4 separate regions of the Mus musculus genome follow, and regions 1, 3 and 4 are each linked to region 2. A link is a contact called in public HiChIP or PLAC-seq data. All regions are on one chromosome and are shown on one strand. Each heading gives the region's core, a stretch centred on a gene start, on an enhancer-like site or on the middle of the called end of the contact. The rest is flanking DNA. Distances are from core to core; before and after follow the strand shown. Region 1 overlaps Blm (Bloom syndrome, RecQ like helicase). Region 2 holds the start of Furin (furin (paired basic amino acid cleaving enzyme)). Region 3 overlaps Blm (Bloom syndrome, RecQ like helicase). Region 4 overlaps Blm (Bloom syndrome, RecQ like helicase).

What was found. HiChIP or PLAC-seq counts read pairs in DNA pulled down with a chosen protein or histone mark.
Region 1: a contact with region 2 is called in an H3K27ac HiChIP or PLAC-seq map of the HPC-7 cell line, with 10 times the contacts expected there. The contact joins the enhancer-like site here to the promoter of Furin in region 2. A contact is called at or near these places in 6 of 39 promoter capture datasets (the C10 cell line, the HPC-7 cell line, Sertoli cells and 3 more), 1 of 15 datasets of contacts at CTCF or cohesin (CD8 T cells), 13 of 484 Hi-C or Micro-C datasets (the C2C12 cell line, CD4 T cells, the HL-1 cell line and 9 more), 10 of 115 datasets of contacts at active chromatin or transcription factors (CD8 T cells, the HPC-7 cell line, bone marrow-derived macrophages and 6 more) and 4 of 9 other capture datasets (adipose tissue, liver, macrophages and 1 more).
Region 3: an H3K27ac HiChIP or PLAC-seq map of the HPC-7 cell line shows a contact between it and region 2, with 7 times the contacts expected there. The contact joins the enhancer-like site here to the promoter of Furin in region 2. A contact is called at or near these places in 6 of 39 promoter capture datasets (the C10 cell line, the HPC-7 cell line, hippocampal neurons and 3 more), 1 of 15 datasets of contacts at CTCF or cohesin (the NIH/3T3 cell line), 7 of 484 Hi-C or Micro-C datasets (the HL-1 cell line, bone marrow-derived macrophages, embryonic fibroblasts and 4 more), 11 of 115 datasets of contacts at active chromatin or transcription factors (CD8 T cells, the HPC-7 cell line, SST interneurons and 6 more) and 4 of 9 other capture datasets (adipose tissue, embryonic stem cells, liver and 1 more).
Region 4: a contact with region 2 is called in an H3K4me3 HiChIP or PLAC-seq map of bone marrow-derived macrophages, with 4 times the contacts expected there. The contact joins the enhancer-like site here to the promoter of Furin in region 2. A contact is called at or near these places in 14 of 39 promoter capture datasets (the 3T3-L1 cell line, the C10 cell line, the HPC-7 cell line and 11 more), 2 of 15 datasets of contacts at CTCF or cohesin (CD8 T cells and the NIH/3T3 cell line), 35 of 484 Hi-C or Micro-C datasets (the AML12 cell line, the C2C12 cell line, the C3H10T1/2 cell line and 24 more), 17 of 115 datasets of contacts at active chromatin or transcription factors (CD8 T cells, the HPC-7 cell line, SST interneurons and 12 more) and 4 of 9 other capture datasets (adipose tissue, embryonic stem cells, liver and 1 more).

Annotation. Positions count from the first base shown.
Region 1 is chr7:80,493,352-80,496,730 of GRCm38.p6, forward strand. Blm (Bloom syndrome, RecQ like helicase) reads right to left here. Exons shown (of 22, transcript NM_001042527.2): 10 at 2,639-2,752; 11 at 1,082-1,180; 12 at 751-899. Among named protein-coding and RNA genes, the nearest start is that of Blm, 40 kb to the right of the region's middle. Within about 2 kb of position 2,045, at least 38 of the 459 cell types and tissues checked have an H3K27ac peak or open chromatin away from gene starts, as enhancers often do. A contact at or near this core is called in the HPC-7 cell line, bone marrow-derived macrophages, granulocyte-monocyte progenitors and 3 more, where this site is marked.
Region 2 is chr7:80,401,459-80,404,676 of GRCm38.p6, forward strand. Furin (furin (paired basic amino acid cleaving enzyme)) reads right to left here and starts at 1,354. Exons shown (of 16, transcript NM_011046.3): 1 at 1,072-1,354. It overlaps Gm44851 (predicted gene 44851), which reads left to right and starts at 2,982. Exons shown (of 1, transcript NR_169037.1): 1 at 2,982-3,218.
Region 3 is chr7:80,513,311-80,516,818 of GRCm38.p6, forward strand. It overlaps Blm (Bloom syndrome, RecQ like helicase), which reads right to left. Exons shown (of 22, transcript NM_001042527.2): 2 at 1,279-1,380; 3 at 1-184. The coding sequence starts at 1,376. Among named protein-coding and RNA genes, the nearest start is that of Blm, 20 kb to the right of the region's middle. Within about 2 kb of position 1,496, at least 12 of the 459 cell types and tissues checked have an H3K27ac peak or open chromatin away from gene starts, as enhancers often do. A contact at or near this core is called in the HPC-7 cell line, where this site is marked.
Region 4 is chr7:80,472,654-80,476,281 of GRCm38.p6, forward strand. It overlaps Blm (Bloom syndrome, RecQ like helicase), which reads right to left. Exons shown (of 22, transcript NM_001042527.2): 15 at 1,376-1,571. Among named protein-coding and RNA genes, the nearest start is that of Blm, 61 kb to the right of the region's middle. Within about 2 kb of position 1,363, at least 19 of the 459 cell types and tissues checked have an H3K27ac peak or open chromatin away from gene starts, as enhancers often do. A contact at or near this core is called in CD8 T cells, the G1E-ER4 cell line, bone marrow-derived macrophages and 1 more, where this site is marked.

The DNA of each region.
Region 1 (3,379 bases), core at 795-3,294, 93 kb after region 2:
GAGCAAATTAACAACACAGAAAGCATGGACAAACTCAGGTGGAGGTACAACAGCCTAGCACCACCTAAATGTATATAGGCAAATATTTTTAGTGCCTTTGTTACCAATTAGTTATGGATTTGGAGGTAGCAAGATGCACGTGCTGAGATGAAATTCAAGTGAAAGTGCTGTGCTAAGAGGGTTCTAGACTGCTCTCAAATCGTGCATGGACTAGAGACTTTAAGATGAGAAAGCAGGGTTACCTGCTCATTCCATGAAGGCACGTGGAGTGTGGAAGCCAAAGTAAGATACACAAAATGTAATCTGTTAAAAGGATTACAACAGGGTTACCCAGGACCGAATTTGATTTATCTCACTTCTAAAGCAGAGGGTGGGATGATTTTCCTTTTGTTTCTATTTATTTGCTTGTTTATCAGGGCTTGCTTGGGCAACAGGCAGAAGGTGCCAGTTCTCTCTCTCTCAAAGATACCAGGGGCTGACCTCAGGCGGTCAGCCCTGGCTGCAGGCGCCTTTATGTGTGCTGCCGTCTAGAGTGCTCTAGAGTTGTTCTTTTATTAAGTAAAGAAAAAAACCCAGATTTTGTTCCCAAATTTTACTGCACTGAGAATAAAAAAAAAAAAATTCTTCCAATTTCAAATATTCTGATTTAGCTGTCCTTGGGCACATCTGGACACTTGGCTTGATAAAGCCCTACAGGTGATGCTAATGTACAGAATCAGAAAATGGAACCCACAACCTTCACCGACTTACACCTGAGGTCTGAGGATCTTCAGCTGAGTGAGGATGTCCTTCTGGACCCTGGGGTTCGCTGTGGCCGTGAGGGCCATCACTGGAACAGAAGGAAACTTCTGGCGAAGCATATTCATCCTTTTGTAATCTTGACGAAAATCATGACCCCACTAATTGGAAAAAAAATGTTGCTTTCAGGTTATTTGTATCTCTCGGGTCGATATATAAGATGCACTTTATTCTCCAGTGAAGCAGCAGAGCGATCAGTCAGCCACTGTGGGTTGTTCTTCAGTGCTGTGGCTCTGAGCACTACTGGTGGTATAAACACACTGATATCCCAAGAGAAACTTACCTGACTCACACAATGCGCTTCATCAATGACAAAACGTGCCAAGAGCTTCCGCTCATACAGATTCTCCAGAGTAGAAATCAGCCTGTTACTTGCACAGACCTAGAATAGAGATACACGAGAGATGTAAACACATCTGAATGAATATCGTCACTCCCTGTTAGAACTACTCACACACGAGTGATTCTGTCCTCAGTCTGTGAAGAGAGCAGAAAAGCAAAGGGCAATCCAGACACTTCAATGCCCTCATCCACATCCAACAGCTTTACTTATCAGGCTAGTAGCTCTGAGAGTTACCACATGTTTACTCTGGTTACAGGACTTACATTTTTTTACATGTATTCATTTTGTGTTTGTGCATGTGTAGGGTGGGTCTGTGCACACAATGATGTATATGCGTGAATTCAGAGTTAAGGTGGTTGGTTCTAGGTCCTTAGGCACATTCCCCATGAGCAACCGCCAGCCTGATAACGGGAGTTTAGATGTGTGTTTGGTATGTGCATACTATTGGGGAAGAACTCTATGTATTACACATATAGATAGCTATGTGCCAATAACAAGCATATCTTAACAGGGACATAAGACACAGAAGTCAGGTTGATGAAGCGTCCTCACTGGTTGAACATAGGCAATTAGAACATCAAAATACATAGTGAAAATGATTATAATTTACTAAACTAATAAAGAACCCACAAGTTCACACTGATAAATACGCAGCATCAGGCAAGGCTTTCATAAAGCCAGGATGGATTGTATCAGTAAACTCAACCTGGCACTCATCATAGTAATAATAAGAAACAAATCATCAACGATGCTAAAGCTTGTGGGGAGGCTCTGATGTCTGCCACGGTGTCTGTACAGTCTGAGACCTCCTACAACAGAGCAACTGCTCACTAGGCAGCTGGAAGGGGAAGGAAACGTTAAGCCCAGCGAGCAGCAGCCTGGCAATGCTATTTTGATCGAGTGATTGGCCAGTGACCACCACTGGTAATGGGATGAGTCACTGCCAACTGTCTTCTGATAGCACACAGCACATCTGTGGCATCCCTGCCAACGTGAGGAATAGGGATTTAATCAGCAGGAAACAAGGCAAATTCAAATTGAGGCACAGTCCCCAAAACTGGCCCTTATGCTTCAAAATGTCAAAATAATGAAACTGTTTAGATAGGAGATGAAATAGGGGTTTTCTTTTTTTCCCTTTTTTACAAAGGTCATTACTGAAAGGTTAATGGCTTAAGTAACAGTATGTGTCACTGTACATTTCCTGACGGGTAAATTACAGTGGTTCCTAAGGGAGTGCTATACAGTCAGGAAATGCAGAGTGAGGTAAAGGAGAGGTAAAATGGCAGATCTGCAACTCACTGTCAATTAAGTGTTTCACAACAAACTGGAGAAAGAACAAACAACACAGGAGGCAGAGAAGACTTTACCATCTGTGGTCTGGAGTGAAGGTTATACAAGAATTCATTAATGTATATAAAAATTATCACCAAGTTCTTCAAATATATGTATTTGAGTGCGTTGCAATATTACACTGAAGAGAGTGAGATAAATACGAACCTTCTCTGGAGTAACATACAAAAGCTTGATGATTGGGTCTTTTTTGGATAATTGGAGGTAAATATTTGCAGCTTCTGAGTCAGTCTTATCCCCTGTCAGATATGTAGCTGGAATCTAAGTTAAGAGTAATAATTTAAATTTCATTTTATTTATACATTAATCAGATATGATCGTGCTTAGGTTTCATATTTTATAAGTCATATATCACACTTTCCAAAAGAAACAAATACCTCACCATAACAATCAATGCACCATTTTTATTTTTAAGTTTTGTTTTCTGAGTCAAGAGTTTCACTTTTGAGTCTCAAACTTGTGACCCTCCTGTACCCTCAGCTTCTAAAGTACTGGTAATTATAGGCATGTGTCACATCTAGCTAGTACACATATTTTTAAAAATTAACATTAAATGCAACTCAAAATAGCTTTCCCACTTAGGTGTGGTGGCATACATATGAGGAATCCTAGCTGGCAGGAGGATGAGAAAGGAGGTTTAGGAATTCAAGGCAGCCTTGCCATCCGGCAAATCTGAAGCTAGCCTGTGCTATGGCAAGATGCTTCTGTGTCAAGAAAAACTACAAAAGGCTCTCCACTGTTCCATTTTCTATGTTTCATCTCCTCTATCTGTAAAAAAGACCATGTTGTCTGTGTGTGTAACTGGAGCTGGCCCCAAATTTGCTTGTATGCCAGGCTTGCTTCTAACTGACAGAGAGGAACCTCTTTTTGCCTCTGAAAGTGCTGAGG
Region 2 (3,218 bases), core at 104-2,603:
AGACCCAGCTGAGGCAGCCACAGAGCAAGCCACCAAAGACTGCTGGGAAACCCAATCAGGTCTCTCTTTCCAGCAGAGACCCCAAGGCAGGTCCTGTTACAGGCACCTCCCAGGAAATTTTAACTCCTAGTCCCTGCTCAACTACTTACACAAGTCATTTCCACTCTCTGGGCCTCAGTTTCCTTGGTGGTTAAAAACTATTAGGACAGAGGCTTTCAAACTTTTTTTAAGCCATAGGATCCTCTTTTTAAAAAAATACAAATTTTAGATAGAAGCCCAAAACAGGAAACACACACCTAATCTGCTCGCCCACCCTCCTTTTCTATGTCCACACCTGGCCAGCAGCCACATGCCCTCACTGGGCCACATCACCTGCGTCGTCTTGGCACTTCCCAAGTCAGAGAGAATCCCAGTGCTTCAGAGAGATGAAAGTCCACTTCCCCTAGGCGCAAAGCCCTGGGGCGGTGGGAACGGCGGCACCGAGCAGACTAGTGTCTGCTGTCAGACCTGTATGGCAAGCAGGCCGCCCCTCGGCTAGCCACCCGATGGATGGGGGCAGCAGGGGCCTCGGCCAGGCCTCGGCAGGAGGCAGCCCGGAGCGAGCCTCCCCCAAGCCGGCCTGTGCGCGCACGCGAAATCCGCCCCCGACCGCTCCGGCCGTACAGGTGTGCCAGGCGGCCGAGGACCCCGTGCCCTCCCGGGAGCGCGCCCCACCAGGCGCAGGCCCCGGCCGCCGGGGCCACGGAGGACCGCGGGCAGGCGGGAGCACCCAGAGTCCGAGGAATGCTCTGCCTAGCCCGCCCCAGCAGGGGCCCCGCCGGCGCTTCCTGAGGTCATAGGGCTCGCCCCGGCCCCAGCGGAAAAGTACCGGCGCGGGCCCAAGCCCGGCGCTCAGGTGGGCTGCGCGGCTCCCGTCCTCCCGCCGCGGCGGCCGAGAATCCGCGACCAGAGCCCGGCGGCCGGCGAGGCCCGGGGCTGCGCCGCCCGGCTCCGCGCTCCCCCGCCCGCTCCGGGCCCGGTTCCCCAGCGCGCCGCCTCCCCGGCCCCGGGCCGCGCGCCCTCGCCGCTTACCCTGGGGAGCCCGGGCGGGGAAACTTTTCCGGACGAGCGCCGCGGCCGCTCGGGTACCCCTCGGCCGAGCACGGAGCCCGGCGGCGGGGGCCTGGCTCCGGCGGTCCCCGCGCCCGGCAGCGGCGTCACGGCGCGCAGGCGGGGAGGCGCGGCGGCGCGGCCTCGGCCCGGCCGGCGACCAGGGCAAGGCTCGGCCTGGGCTCGGGCGCGGGCGGGGGGCAGCGGCCCGGCCGCGGCGGCGCGGCTTGTTTACTCGGGCCGCTGTCACAGCGGCGGCGGCGGCGGCGGCGGCCCGGGCTCCTCCTCCTCCGCGCCGCGCCCCTCCCCCTCGCGGCGCCACCTCCGCGCTCGGCGGCCGCAGCCGGCCCGGCCCGTTCGCCGCCCGGGTCGGGTCAGGCCGGGCCCGGCCGGGCCCGGCCGGTGTTCAGAGAGCTCCACGCGGCGGGCCCTGCGTTCTCGGGGCGCCCTGTCTGCGGCTGCCAGCGGGGCGGGTAGGGAGCGTGGTCCCTGCGCGCCACCCCAGGCCCCTCGGTCCGCACCGCGTTAGGCTCTTGGCCCCGCAAACTCCCGGGCAGATGGTTTCGGAGACCCGGACTGGGAGCCCGCGGGCGAGATGGCGAGGGAAGGGCCGAGGGTCGGGGGGTTTGGGGAGAGTCCAAGCTGGCCCTGCCTTGCCCGAGGTTCCTGGGTCCCGAGTTTTGAGTTTGGGGATAGTCAAGGGAAGCGCCCTGGGATGGCGGACCTGGGGCAACTCCACTCTCAGGTCGGATCTCACAGCGGCAGGGCAGCCCTCGTGCCTCCAGTTAGAGGAGTCACAGTTTTATTTGCTTTTGTAGAGACAGGTGGATAAACAGAAATAGCCCACCTCCTTTTATGGTTTTTTTTTTTTCCCAATACTTTTTTTTCCCCCTGCAACAACGGAGAGCTAGGCACTGGGCCAATCAGTTCACCCTATCTTCTCCTTATGTACATTCCTTAATCCACATAATCCGCTCAGGATGACATTATTAATCCCACTTTACAGATAAGGAAACTGAGGCACACAAAGTTTAAATAATTTTCCTTAAGCTACACAACTTAGCAGGCCTCAGACTTGGCAGCGTTTCACTCCAAGCTACTTACAGTATACCAGCCAGAGCCCTTCCCTCCCTGGGTTCCTGCCCTAGAAAACGGCTGTGCTACTTGGCGGAAGGTTGACATTCTGCTCGAGCTGAGAAAGAAGAGGGGAACCGGGCCAAGATCTTCCCAGGCTGGGTTGTTCCAAGGTCGCCAGCGGCCTCTGCACATCCCTTCTTGCTCTCTGTGAGATAACCTGGCCACATGAGACTTTGCCTCAAAACCCTCAAAGTAGTACACATACACACATACACACGTATCATTTGTGTGGAAAGTCGTCCAGGAAAGTTGGGCTCAAATCCTTGCGGTACTATTTTGCATTATTTCGAACCTTAAATTCTCAGAGCCCCGATTTATCCCTCTGAAAATGGAGATGTGTATGAAGTTAACTGAATCTGTTATTTGAGCATCCGTTAAAACACTGCAGACATGGGGTCTCTAAAAGTCTGGTTCCTCCCAGATTGGGGGCTTTCCCTTAGAAGGAGCTAAGACCTGTGGGGACCACTGTGGGGTAGCCCCCACCAGCACCACCACATGCACATTTGGGAGAACAATACTCTTGTGGTGAGACTGAGGCAGGAAGTGAGTCAGAGATTTTCCTTAGGCTATGAGCAACATCACCCATTTAGGGGAAATAGGGACAGGGTTGGCCCTATCTAGCAAGGGAGTCCCCTAGTGCTCCTCCCAATTGTCCTGTGACCTGAAAGTTTACCTCAGAATGAAAGCCTCGTGGTTTCCCCCTTCCTTGGAGGCTGGCCCAGAGGAGTCTCCGTGGGCCTTTGGAGGGAAGAACTAGCCAGACCCCTGAAGGCTGCAACCCAGGCACAACTATCTTCTCCTGCCAGCCTTTCTGCCGCCTTGCCTTGAGTGGGAAGCAGTCAGCCCTGCCTCCTTGAGGGAGAGGCCTGTGTGGAGGCACTATGGGGGTGAGCGGTTGCCTACACTTTGCCTCTCTCGAATCTGGATGGTCACATAGATTGCATTTGCAATAACTCTGCTGACAATTATCTGAAAGTCTTTCTCGTCAGAGG
Region 3 (3,508 bases), core at 246-2,745, 110 kb after region 2:
AGGGAAATGTTTAAAGAAGCCTTCAATCTTTGCCTGCTGCTTTGGTTTGTGGAGTGGAGACTCAGTGAATGAAAAGGCCTCAGACACGTTCACATCTTTATCACTTAACGCAGGTGTTTTTACTACGGACACACTAGTGACAGACACATCACCCTCTGATGTTTTCTTTTTAAAAGTAAAACCTCTGAAAAATAATGGAAAAACTCAGTTAGTGAATTCATTTGTTTCTGATGCTGAGGACTGAACCCAGGGCCTCATTTATGCTAAGCAAGCATTCTATCATAACTTATAATCCCAGGCCCTGATGGACTCATTTCCATTTTAACAAATTCATTCTCCTATAAAACATTTCAAGTGCAAGTCACGTTAATTGTATTGAGCATAGAATCTGTCACTCTGTGGTTTTGAAAATTCACCAGGTACTTAAAAACATTTGGTCGCTCTAATCCTTTCCATTCAGAGGCTAGTTACTGGGCACTGAGAGTTCCCAGGCCACTCCTACACTTTATTTCTCAGGCTGGAGGTCCTTAATAGTCCCTTCAGAAGCAAAAGACAGGATGTGTTGAGAGACAGACAGACAGACTCAGAGTGGAATTTTCTACTGTGACAAAAAAAATGTTTAAGGGAGAAAGGAGTTTTAGAAAAGCTGCTAAGATCTGAAGGACACATGAGGCAGAGGCTGTCTGCTGACATTAGTGACTGAAGTTGAAGTAACTTTAAATCTGCAGGCATGGAGCAGTGCTTGCTATCTGGTGAGGGCACAACCTAAGTACAGTGTATTATTAGATATCTTAGCAACTTGGGGCTTAGCTTGCAGGAGACACAGAACTAGAGAGTGGTCATTTAACTATACAGTTTTACAGAGAATATGAGGTTACACTAAAGCATAATATCTGTCCAAATTGACAAGAAAATCCATTACTTGTCCATCCAACTTTACTGAACAAGTACGTGCCAGGACCTGTGTAAAGCTAGAACAATCACACTCAGCTCTGCTAGCACAGGCTCTACTATTAACTTGCAACGGGGAAAACCACTGGGCTCCTCATTTCCTCTGTGAAATGAGAGAGCTGGAGGAAGCCTGGTGTGGTGGTGATCTGAGCACAGACACGGCTGAGGGAGGACTGTGGCAAGTGTGAGGCAAGTGTGGACTGGAGTGAGATCAAAGTCAGCAGGGGCTATGCATGGGACCCTATCCCAGACTCCACAGAGGTGAAAGGCGAGAGCTCCATTGTATGACACCTGAGCTGTCTTCTACATGAGAATGAACATACTTACAAAGATTTTGGTTTTGAAAGGCTGGGTTGATTATTAAGTTTTCTGGCTGAGTGTCGCTGTAGTTGTTCTTGTAGATTGTTCAGAGGAACAGCAGCCATGATCCTAAAAAGGAAGAGGGCAACCATTAATGGAGTTAGGCATTTAGTATCATTCAGCATATTTACTGAGGAGGTAAAAGACTTAAACCGCCACATCATTCCAGATGTGCCCAGAGTAACACACTTTTGCTGCCCCCCTTCCTCCTCCTCCTCCTGTCAACAGATTGCTTTAACATTTACATCTGGTGGCATTTAAAACACACATTTTTTAACTAGAGATTTACTTGAATAGCAAAATGGCCTGTTTTCCTCTTTTCTTCAACAGATGCTAAAATCAGCACAGCCTGGCCTAGGCTTGGAGGGCACATAGGGAATGAGAGGGAGTAATGATCAAAGCAAACTAGGAACCCGGGGGACAGCCAGGACGTGAATTCTCTGTGCAAAACTAAAGGTCCAGTAAAGACAGGCCTCCCACAGGCGAGTGCAAAGGCTGACCAGCCAGAGCCATGCTCCAGTCGCCCCCAGTCCACGGCAGTCTGCCACACACATTTATATCCCTGTGTAACACTTGCTGCACTGGTTCACTTTCACCCAGATAAAGCGCAGCTCAAGCCACCTTGAAACCACTGAGCTAAAGACAGACAGCTGTGATCTATAAAGAGTTTTTAAAAAGTTATTTCAGATGAATTATAAATCCTCTTTCCCACTCAACTTGGATTTAAAACAAAATTTACTATTAGTGTGCATGTGCGTGTGTGCACTGGGGAGTAGTACACCTGTCACTCACAGATATGGAGGTCATAGGGCAACTCTGTGTCCATCTTTCCTGGTCCTTGGCTTGTAGAGGAAGCCCTTCTACTCAACCACTTTATGGGCCCCTGTTTTCTCCTGATACGAGGTTTAACTAAGAATGGCTCCCACAGGCTCATATATATCACCAGGGAGGGGACTCTGATAGAATTAGAAGGATTAGGGGGTGAGGCCTTGTTAGAGGATACAGGTTCCTGCTGCCTGAGGATCCAATGTAGAGCTCTTGGCTCCTTCTCCAGGACCATGTCTGCCTGTGCGCTGCTATGCTCCCTACTATAATGATAGTGGACTAAGCCTCTGAGACTGTAAGCAAGCCTCCCTGGTGTCTCTTCATGGCAATAGAAGAATGAGTAAGAAGTGTTTGTGGTTGTATGTGAAGTAGTTTTATCATTTTAGGTGTAATTATAACTTGGTTAAATATATAATGAATTTTGTGATTGTGTGTAGGATCATTATATCGTGTTAGGTGTAATTATGATCTGGTTGTTGTTTTCATTTGGAAATTAAGCAGGACACAAGGAGATATAATTATGTCAAGTGGGTAAGGGATGGACTTGTGATGGCTACATCTGGAATTCACTGAAACTCAAATGGCTGGGCACACCTGTAAGAGATTCTTTTATTAAGTAATTTGAAATGGGAAAAGCTACTTTTAATCTGGATCTTTGAGGTTGGAAAATACACCTTGAATCTGAGCTAACCCTTCTGCTGGCAGCCTATATAAAGGACATGAAAAGGGAAGCTTATTCTTTCCTTACTTGCTCTCACTGGCTAGTCAGTTCCTTTACTGGCATTAGAGTGTATGTCTTCAGGATTTCAGTGTGCACTAAAAAGATCAACTGAGATAGCCAGCCTTATGGACTGAGAACTACTGGGTTTCCTGGAGCTTCTGTTGGTTAGAGAGCCATTGTTGGATTAGCTGGACCACAGTCAGTAAGTCATTCTAATAAATCCATACACACACACACACACACACACACACACACACACACACACACACACACACACAGAGAGACATATATACATATATACACATAAATCCTGACTAATACACAAGGTCTCACTATATAACCTTGGCTGACCTCAGACTCATGAACTTCCTGTGTCCAGTGCTGGGATTACAGGCAAACGCTACCATACCCAGTTTATCACTTTACTTTTATAATACACTTTTGTTTTATACCATATACATATTTGGAGGAAGGATTAATAATATTAGATGGGTCACACTACACTGTTCTAGAAGTCCATTTCTGAAAACGGTGATATTTAAATTGAGTCATAATTTTTTAATTCAGTAACTGGAATTTTCTTATTAGTTTCAAAATAATAAATCAGGTCTGGGGAGATAGCTCAGTAGGTAAACTCAGTGTGAGGACCTG
Region 4 (3,628 bases), core at 113-2,612, 71 kb after region 2:
CCTAACATGGGAAGTGAGGATGACCCACACTGCACCAATGATGCCAGTGCATCAGGCCGTTCCTCCCATAAATGGTCCTTCACGTTCCCTAGGGCAAGTTACAAAATCTCTTTGTAGCTCACTTTTTCACAGGAGTTACTGTGGCTAGTGCCATTTCCCATGATCAGTACCTGTGCCAGCATAAAGGAGACCAGAGTCTCAAAAACATAGGATTATAAAACATATTTAAGGGAGCACACACACCGGGCGTGGTGGCGCACGCCTTTAATCCCAGCACTCGGGAGGTAGAGGCAGGCGGATTTCTGAGTTCGAGGCCAGCCTGGTCTACAAAGTGAGTTCCAGGACAGCCAGGGCTATAAAGAGAAACCCTGTCTCGAAAAACCAAAAAAAAAAAAAAAAAAAAAAAAAAGAAGAGAGCACACATGATAAAATCAGCCTCCTAAGCCAGTTGACATTAAGGTGACATATTTAAGTATACCCACGCTGAAAGGCATCTGTACAAGGCTGTGATGACACACGGTGATGACCGTGAAGTCAGTAAAAAGCTTAGGATTCTATAACATAATTACATTTACATTTTACTTATGTGCACAAATGCACACCAATATATGCATGTATGTACATATGCTAGCTCATATATGTGTGGACAGAAAACATCTCTTGGGGGTACTGAGCTCAGGTTATCAGGCTTGGTGACAAGCATCTAACCACTGAGACATCTCACAGACCACCCATTTACATTCTAAGACACTTGCACTTGGGAAAGGCGAACACTGAACACAAGGTGCTGCCTGCCTCTAATGGAAAAGGGTAAAGTAGAAGATGGATTCACAGGGGAATTTGGCTTTATTGCCCGTCCTGTCCTTTTTCCTTTCCTCCTTCCTCTAAGACTGGTTCTCACTATCCTCTCATTTTTTCTGAGACAGGGTTTCATTTTGTTGCCTGGGCCAGCCTCATTCAGTTCAATTCCTAGGTTCAAGCAAGGGAGACTCAGTCATACACCTCTATTCCTGGCTCTCCCCAACTCTCCACTAACCTGGATGGTTCTTATAGTTCTTCAAGAGTTCATTATTTCCCTGGAAGGGGTGTAATATGTAAGGGTGCGTAAGACTGGGTCTGGAAGGGTATAGAGGAACCCACGATCTGGAGGGTTAGCCTGCCTAGTCTGGAACACACTTTGTACATGTCAGCATCACATGACTTCACTAAACAAGAATGTATATCTTTATAATAAACCTAAATAAACTTTACAATATATATTAAATGCCTTCATTTTTCTATGACTAATGAGAATAGGACCCAAGTACTACAACAGCAGGGGCAGACTGTACTCATGAGATGGACCATGACAGACAGGATGTGGTATGTGGCTTACTCATTATAAGTCTCTTCAGTCTGGTCACATCATGATATGTATAGAAAAGCACGCAGTGAGATATTTCCCCATCTCTTCCAGCTCGGCCGGATTCTTGATAATAACCCTCCATAGATTTAGGAAGAGATGCATGAATCACAAATCGCACGTCAGGTTTGTCAATTCCCATTCCAAACGCAATTGTCGCACAGATAACCTGATATGAAAATAGAAGCCTATTAGACTCATAATGCATTAACTAACAATTTAAAAGAACTGTGTACAACAGTACTTAGCATGACCAAGGTGAGATTTTCATATTGGTAACCTATGATTCTATTCAGATCCAAGGAGGTAGAGGATCCTGCTCAGGGTGGCAGGATCTTCCTGTGGACTTGGTATCGCCATCAGAAGGATTCTGCATCAACTGCAAGCAGACCTTTCTGTGCTGATTGTCCCTGACAGGCATGTGTGGTGGGGTTGTTTACAGAGCCATGGCATTCATGTTAAGGTGCGTAAGCAATAGCCTGGGCTCCAGGGTGGTCTCTAGCCCTAAGGTAATTGCTGCTGGTTCTTCCCAGGCTCAGAAACAACGATATTATCTGCTCTAGTATTTACCATCAATCTTCAAGATGCAACCGAGTGATCGTATGCTAACTCATGTTATTCAACCACTGATTTCAAAGTAAAAACTTATGCAATTTTAACTGTAGATAAGCCTGAGTTGCTTATACAGAAAGAAAACAAAATGACAAAAACCATAAGAACAAAACAGAGGGGCTGGTGAGATGGCTCAGTGGTTAAGAGCGCCGACTGCTCTTCCGAAGGTCCCGAGTTCAAATCCCAGCAACCACATGGTGGCTCACAACCATCCGTAATGAAATCTGATGCCCTCTTCTGGAGTATCTGAAGACAGCTACAGTGTACTTACATTAAATAAATAAATAAATAAATAAATAAATCTAAAAAAAAAAAAAAAGAACAAAACAGAACAAACAGAAAGGCCAAGGACTGTTCTTCTCGGTCCATATGAATTAGAATCATTCGGTGGGAGCTAGGCAACAGTCAATCTTTAGGAGCTTGACAAATTTGTTTCAAGAGTATCTATTTTAAGGCCTGAAGAGATGGAGCAGTTGTTAAGAGGGTAAACTGCTCTTGTAGAGAACCCAAGCAAAGTTTCCAGAACCAAGGTGAGCAGCTCACAATTGCCTATAAACTCCAGGTGACGCAATGACCTCTTCCTGCTTCTGTGGGTACCCGAAAACACATATGTAAGATTAAAAACAAAATGAGCTGGGCTTTGTAAGCAGCTCTACAACTGCCTGTAACTCTAGTCCTGGGGGAAAATCCAACATGTCTTCAGACTGAGGGCACCTGCATTCACATGCAGATTTCCCCCATCCCCGAATACACAATAAAAAAAAAATAAGAGTATTTCAGTTGAAAATCTAGGACTTAATTTGATCAAGGCCAAAATACTGTATATTCAGGCAAAATTACATTATACAAATAAAGTTGACTTTTTAAGCACTTAAAACATAACTTGCTATTGCAAAAATAGCATTACAAAGATGAAAGAAATATCTAGTGGTCAGTCACATTAAATGACACAATTTTGCCACTAGGAGTAAAAGAGACCCAGGGTCAGCAGATCAGCATACCATCAGCACAGGAGGCACTGACTGGCTTGCTGCAGAGACAGCTTGGCAGTTAAGAGCACAGGCTGCTCTCCCAGAGGACATAGGTTCAGTTCCAGCACCCACATGCCAGCTTACAACTGTCTAACTCCTGTTCCAAGCAATCTGACATCCTCACATAGTTATGTGTATAGTCAAAGCACCAATGTATTAAATTGAAAAAAAAAGGGGGGGGGGAGTATTCCATGTAAAAGAAAGCGCACTGCAGACTAATGCTAGAGAGCTGGCAAAGGCTGTGGAAAAGAGAGATGCTGGCCCACAGTAGCTCTAGAGTCACACAGGCAAGCTCAGCCCCAGTGTTACTTAAGTAAGTTCATGGCTGTGAGGCACATGGCACAGGCTATCCCAATCATTTCTGAAAGTTCTTCCTTTTGTTTGTATTTATCACAGGCTCTCATACGGCCCAGTTTGGTTTCAAACTCACGAGCGTCTGGCCTTAGCTTCCCAAGTGAGGGGACCACAGGCACAAGCTACCATGCTCACTTATCAACACTTAAATAACTAGAGGAAAACGGATTTCGTGAATTCTAACATCTTTATTTCTGTGTTGCTTTTTTAAATTTACTTTAAATTGTTT